Linked DNA regions of Mus musculus: region 1 is linked to region 2. A link is a contact called in public Micro-C data. All regions are on one chromosome and are shown on one strand. Each heading gives the region's core, a stretch centred on a gene start, on an enhancer-like site or on the middle of the called end of the contact. The rest is flanking DNA. Distances are from core to core; before and after follow the strand shown. Region 1 overlaps Tpm1 (tropomyosin 1, alpha). Region 2 overlaps Rab8b (RAB8B, member RAS oncogene family).

Region 1 (3,215 bases), core at 607-3,106, 140 kb before region 2:
CCCCCTTTCTTGACCATATAAGGGCAGGAGTTTAGCTTGGCCCTAAGTCACTTTGGTCTTACACAGCAAGCAGGGTGAAACCCTCTCTGTGTGGCTACAGTTTACATTGAAATAAAAGGATCTGACCTTTGATCGTTCCGTGCCCTCCTCTGATTCAGTCGGGACTTTGGAAATATATTCCAGAGCACTGGTTTTCAGAGTAAAGGATTTCCTTCTTTCTGCATTGGTTATAACATGTGAATTTCATGTAAATCTTAGGCTCTGTTCAGTTCTGGTTTGGAATAACATTTTGCTGCGTTTGAGTGGGGACAGCCTGACTTCTACATTGTACCTTGTTGGGTAGGAAAATAGTCCGTGCCTGTTTTTTCTGAAGGTAGCCACTTCCTTGTTTGGGAGGCAGGGGGAAGGGTAGGAATGGTGAGCTTATAGGACTTCCTAGGTGGGAGCTGGGACTAAGAGGGTCAGGGAGTATGTACAATACTAAGGATCTCACATGTATGAGCACTGGGTGGCTGTTTTAGCAGGGCTCATAGTCTCGACAACACAACAGTCTCTTTCTGAGTACCATGCTGGGGTCCAATAGCACTTTTGAAATAAAAGAAACTAGCAACTCCACTGGAAAGGATTTGCTGGCAGTGTTGATGTAAGGGGCCACTTTAAGAAGAAAGCTAACTCTGTGTACTAAGGGTGATTTAAGTACCTAGGAATAGTTTGCATCTGGGGTCTTGACCCTCCCCCAAATGCCTTGTTATTTCTGTCTACATCTAAATAACGAATGGGCATAGGACAGTGGACGTGTACTGACAGACAGTAACAGGTACTTAAGACGTCTTGGGTGCTGTGATAGAAAGACAGACCGTAAGGGAATATCTAGAAGAGCCTCCACCCTGGGTGGAGGGACCCAACCCGTAAACAAAAGCTGGTAAAGGTGACGGGCGTAGGTCTGTGGACACAGAACAATAATGAGGGTAGCCCGTGCGTGTAATCTCTGCAGCTAAACTGCTGAGGCAGAAACAACCCGTCTAGACAACAGAGTCTCAAAAGGAGGGCTGGAGAATAAGAAAGAGATGGGACTTTCATTATGAAATCAAACTTGTCTTTTGTCCTGAAAAATCTTCAAAATTTCTATAAGGCCAGCGTAAGAGAGGCCATGGAGCCAGAATACAGGGTTTCCCAGGCGCTGACCTCATCCTTGAAGGTTAGAGATCGGTGTCCTTTCATCAGCTGATGGGTAAACACTAGGACACTCTGCCTTTTAAATCAAGATTGAGACGATTTGCTGATGTTCTTGCACTGCTCTGCTGATGGTAGCCAGATTACTTGGGGGGTTGGGGGGGCGGTGGCAGAGAACCTTCCACTCCAGTGTCTAAGAGAGCAAGACTCCAGGGGTGAGAATCACCGACCTGGAGCTTCCACAGTCTCATATTTAAGAAGCCAAAAGGCTTGGGGTTCAGTCCTGCCTTGCCTTGCATTGATGGTGTGCTTCCCAGCATGCCTTCGCACTAAGTCAGAGGTCCTTCCCTCTGTCTTCGTAGAGAGTTTGCTAGGCAGCTCCTGCAGTTACTGTCAGCTTCATTGGGTGGTGATGGCAGAAGAGAGGAGCTTGCCATTTATATTGTGGTTCCTGCCCCTTTGCACAGACCACCCAAATCGTAGTAATCTCTAGGCACAGGACCTGGTAGTCTCTGTTTCTATTACACATCTCCAGTGGGTTCATATGACTCCTGTGTGATGCCCAGGTTCTATGCCTGTTCAGACAATGGGTCTTCATTCTGTAGGCTATGAGCGTCTCCTCCGGAAGTGTTCCCTGGATGTAATGCTGCTGCATGTTCCAGTTCTCCTTCTGCCAAAACTGGCCCAAAGGAACCAGCCCTGAAGCCCAGCCACTGCCTAGGCACCCTGTGTTTAGACCCCCTTGGCTGGTCTTGTTGGAGGACATTAAATACCCTGAGTGTCAGAGAGTTCAGGGTTCTAAGAAAAATGCTGGGGGAAGAGCGTGAGGGATAGCTACAAAGCAGGGTTCAGCTGGACCATGTCAAGAGTCAAAGGAGAGTGTGAGGAAGGGCTGGGGGCAAAGAGAAGGAAGCGGAGATCGAATGGGGTGGGCCTCCGTTAGTTAGGGCAACCTTGTGTGCGGGAGAAACAGGAAAGAACATGGGTTTCCATGGCTTCCCCTGATGCTCCTCCTGCCCTAGTGACTCAGTCCTGCCTCTGCCCATCAGCAGTCATCCTGTGAATGAGTAGAGTCCTCAAGGTTCGGCTCCTGTGTAGAGAACTTAGAATTTGATGCTACAGAAGTCTTTAAAAAAAACAAAAAAACCTACTCAGATTTCTCTGATTTTTCCAACAGCTGCAGTAGCGAGTATATTTACTCTCATAGTAAATGATAATCATTTTATTATATAAGACTATGATAAGAAGGGTACTTTTGAACATGGCCTGGGTATTCTAGAGGAATCCATATAGGTACTTGTCTAATAGTGCTCTTCTTGCAGTAACAGCCCTGGTGCTGGTCAGAGTCTAGCCATATAGGTTAGACTACTTGAGGTACTGGGTATTGGGAGGTGGCCCAGAACTTTGCACTCTGGTGTCAGAAAAGAAAGAACTGGGCTGGGAGTGGGGGAGTTTACAACCACCAATCCCAATGGATTTTCTGTTTTTGTTTTGCTTTTTAGGGTGGTTTTCTGTCCCCACTTCCACCTCCCCCCCTCTTTTTTTTTTTTTAATTTAAAGAATTTTTTTCCTAGAAATGAAACACATACAAGATGAAGAAATTTAACCCAACCCTAAACTATATCCTGAGTGTGTATTAATGTGTGTTAATGTGTATATATTTCCTATTAAAGAGGCTGGAGAAATGGCTCAAGAGTAAAGGCGCTTGCCGCTCTTGTAGAGAACCCGAGTACTGTTCCCAGCACTCACAACCATTCACAATGCCTGACTCCAGTTCTAGACCTGGGACTAACCTCCGTGGGCACTGCAAGCACATATGTGGTACATACTTGTAGACAAAACACTAATACACATACAATTTAAAAATTAGAAATACATTTTTATAAGGAATGCTTTCTCAAAAGGAATTCTCTGCTGTTAAGAAATTGGTTATTTCTCTCTCCCCCAGCCTTCAAGGAAAAGCCGAGTCATTCAGGCCCTTCCCAGCTTGGCCCAGTTATGAGCTGGTTTCTGATAATGACTGACCCCGAGGGCTGGTTCAG
Region 2 (3,517 bases), core at 444-2,943:
CGGCAGGGACTCCTGTTCATGCTGTGTGCCAGGCAAGCTGGCCCACAGGCCTCAGGTGTGCTCTTCCCCCAGCCTGGAGCTGGCTAAATAGACATTAAGTGCTTGCCACAGTTGGACCTTAATGACCCAGGTGGAGTCAATTTCCTACAGGAGTAGACTGCCCACTGAGCTTGCTTTGCAAGTCAATCCAGCTGAAACAAAGGATGGGTCTGTGGTCTCTCCTTATATAAGCAGAGTGCTGGATATTAAACTTTGAGCCTTGGTCAGAAACTGTTGTCTTGGCTTCATCATTCTCTCGCACCCCGTCGTTTTTCATTTCCAGCCTCTCTTCCAGGAACCCAGCTCATCCATGGCTGCTGTACAGCTATAGTCTTGGGTCTCTCTCCAGTCCCCTTCCATCGTGTGGAGGTGTGATAGGATGCAAACTGAGTACTCCTGGCTCGTCTGTGGACTCTGGGGCCCAAACTCCAGCCCTCCATTTGCATACTTTGTCTACCTCCCAACCGTATTCTTTTTTAAACTGGATATTTTTAGCCTGTTCATAGATTCATTTTCATTTACCTATTTCTCAGGCAGTACTTGAGATTGTACTACATGATTCTTTACTTTATCCTTCAAATAAGTTCTTGTAAGTGAAGATGTCTTCTGTCACCTTTTCATTACGTCAAACAGATGGGATGTTTGTGTGGATGGTCACTCTGGGGAAGGACCTGCAGGAACGTGCTTTAGGTCAGTAACTGCTGCTCTATACAGAGCCAAATGCTCAGATAACCCACTGTGCTGCCTAAAGAATTTCTTATTTAAATCTAATCCACATCTCTAAACTGCAATGTATACCTCTTTTAAATTTAGTAGACTTGGTTTTTGGGCTACAGATGAGATAGCCTTTGTTTGCAAAAATAATAATAAAAGGTAAGTTGTAAATTTAACTTGTAATATTGGGACACAGACACACAAGCATACCCACCACACACACAGAGAGAACGCTATAGCCTTCCTTCTGGCAATGAAGAATTCTTACATAAGTCTCCAGCTGTTTATTTATATTGTTGGAACTTAAAGTGAATAATTTTCTGTACTTTTCATTTATTCCCATTTCTCATATCTACTCTCAAGAATAAAACATAAATGGCCCTTTTCTTGAGCCAACTTGTAAACTTAGAAGTTCCCACTATTAAACTTGAGCCTGGTCATTCCTTCCCAGATACGGTGCTGTAGGAGGCAGAGTCTTGTGCGGTCATCTGAGAGCTTGATTTCAATTGTGAAAAGAATCTGTCAGCAGCACTCGGAGCTTCCTTGAAGATGGTTGTGCTCAGTGTCTGGCTCTGCTTCTGGTGATGGGCGTGGCCTTCAGTTTCCAAAGTGTTTTATCTCTCTTTTCTTATGTCAGCCTGAGATGTGAGTGTCTGCTTTCGAGAGTTTGTGTTTCTTATGTCTTCTTTCTAACTTAAAAACTGCATGTCATCCTTCTCTGACCTCAGAGAAACAAGGAAAAGTATTTCCTATGGATTGTGTATTTGGGATTTTACTTTATTTTTCTTGTTAGTTAATAAGTCTTCAAAATTGAACAGGGTATGTAGAGCATTGTCAGTATGCCTAAAAGTCCACAATGATTCGGATAAGCTTCCCCATTTCAGACAGAGAGATACCTGCTGTTGCTATGAGACCAGTTCCTGCATTGACCCCAACTCACCAACTGTGACCCGGGAAAGTAGGTGCTGAAGGCATGACTTCTGGTGACTCCTAGAGTCACCCCTGTTCCACTCTCCGAGTTAAGTTACTGCCTTCTGGCTCTGACTGTAGGTCATTGTGAGATGTGCTTTATGGGAATTGTAATACAGTGATACACAGATTTAATTTTAAAATACATTTTTATATTTTCATTTCTGTTGATTAAGGTAGTCTAGAACTTGTCTTGGAGTTCCTCACCAAACTGCTTGAGTTTCAGAGATATTAAAAACGTCTCTGGCTAACAGTAGTTTTGTTTTCATAACCCAGCATTTTTTTTTTTTGAAAACTGAAGTGAAAATTGGCAGAAGATGCAAAGGAACCATATCACACTGACTCTCACAGATTTGTATTGCCCAAGAGTCCGTATGAAAGGCAGCACCATGAGATGGTCTTTCCTTCTCGGCCTTTTCTCTTATGTGTTATCTGCCTGGCTTCTCCCTTCTTGAATGACTAGATAAATGTTTTGATGCAGTTTTCAAGTATTGTGTCGTCCTGCCTGAAAGTTTTGATTTCTCAAATATGTGTCCTTCTTTAGCCAAAAGATGGTGTCAGAGCAGCTGGCCCGGCTGCTGCCTCAGTGGAGCATTTTCCCCCAGGAAAGGCGGGGTTCTCTCTGGTCACAGAGATGTTGATTACACGGGCGTTCCTCTCGGTGTTGCTGAGTCAGAGTCTCTCTCACTTCATTTTGTTACTTGTGCTCACGATAGCTCCTTTCCTGTAAAGAAGGAGTAATCAAACAGCTTATCAAAGAGGGTCCATATAATTAGTCAGGAGAAAGGAGCACAGATGTACTGCCAAGAGCCTGGCAAAGAGATGGTAGGACTGGGTCCCCTGATGGGAGGTCTTAGTGTAATGAGAGTGACAGTTCTGTATGATGATTTTCCTGTTATGCAATAGACGTGACAATATAGGTTCTTTATATCTAAAAAAAATTTGAATATAGAGGTTTTCCATCAGAAATTTCTTTTGTTTCTTTTCCCCTTCTCTCTTCTTCCCTCCCTCTCTTTCCACAGTCTTGGTACTTAGCCCAGGCTAGCTCCAAACTCTCATTTCTCCTGTGATTTGGTAGTGCTGGGATTTTGGGTGCTTTTATTCAGTTCCCTCTGGGACTTTGTAATCTTCCTTGATATTTATTCTAATAGCAATTTGGGTGTTTAAGATAATTTTAGTTTCCTGTGTATTGCACTGAGCTTTTAGATTTCCAGAGGAGACCTTATCTGAGTTCATTGTATGGTGGCACTGGCCATAACGATTTCAGGTCCTTAGCCAGGTTTGGAGAGTCATGTATGGCTGTTCAAAACCAAGATGGAGAAGAAAGGACTAGTGATTTTTGGATACTTGAAGCCAGAGAAGGCTCCCATCATGAAGGTGTCTGTGTGTGAGTGCTGTTTTCTCCAATGGAGAATTAAGTCACTGACTACACTAATGTGCTTTTTTTTTAATTGAAAAATAATATAAAGTAAAATCTGACAAAGACAGACTTTTCAGAAGAGGAAGGGTTATATTGCATTTGTACAACTTTGTATCAGTAGCAACATTCATGTCAAAAAGGAAACTCTCATTTTGAAATTCATCTTAATTGCAACATTCTTTTTTCCAGACAGACAGTTCAGAGCTCACACAGTAATAACTACTTCTAAAACAGACATGAGAATTCAACTAGTTGAGCTTGTTATGCCAGCCCTCTCATGTTAGTACATGGTTTTAAGCAAGATACTTATCTGAATTCCCCTTTCCTCTTGTCTTCAATGGAGATAATACCCCTGGTGCAGGTTCCTTAGTTGGC

What was found. A called contact is a pair of places that touch in the nucleus more often than the background predicts.
Region 1: a Micro-C map of the G1E-ER4 cell line shows a contact between it and region 2, with 6 times the contacts expected there. The contact joins two enhancer-like sites. A contact is called at or near these places in 1 of 484 Hi-C or Micro-C datasets (the G1E-ER4 cell line), 1 of 115 datasets of contacts at active chromatin or transcription factors (bone marrow-derived macrophages) and 3 of 9 other capture datasets (adipose tissue, liver and pancreatic islet).

What each region holds. Positions count from the first base shown.
Region 1 is chr9:67,037,847-67,041,061 of GRCm38.p6, reverse strand. The region is part of intron 2 of Tpm1 (tropomyosin 1, alpha); the gene reads left to right. Among named protein-coding and RNA genes, the nearest start is that of Tpm1, 9.8 kb to the left of the region's middle. RefSeq lists an enhancer at 1-396. Within about 2 kb of position 1,856, at least 43 of the 459 cell types and tissues checked have an H3K27ac peak or open chromatin away from gene starts, as enhancers often do. A contact at or near this core is called in the G1E-ER4 cell line, where this site is marked.
Region 2 is chr9:66,894,042-66,897,558 of GRCm38.p6, reverse strand. All of the region lies in intron 1 of Rab8b (RAB8B, member RAS oncogene family), which reads left to right. Among named protein-coding and RNA genes, the nearest start is that of Rab8b, 24 kb to the left of the region's middle. Within about 2 kb of position 1,693, at least 62 of the 459 cell types and tissues checked have an H3K27ac peak or open chromatin away from gene starts, as enhancers often do. A contact at or near this core is called in the G1E-ER4 cell line, where this site is marked.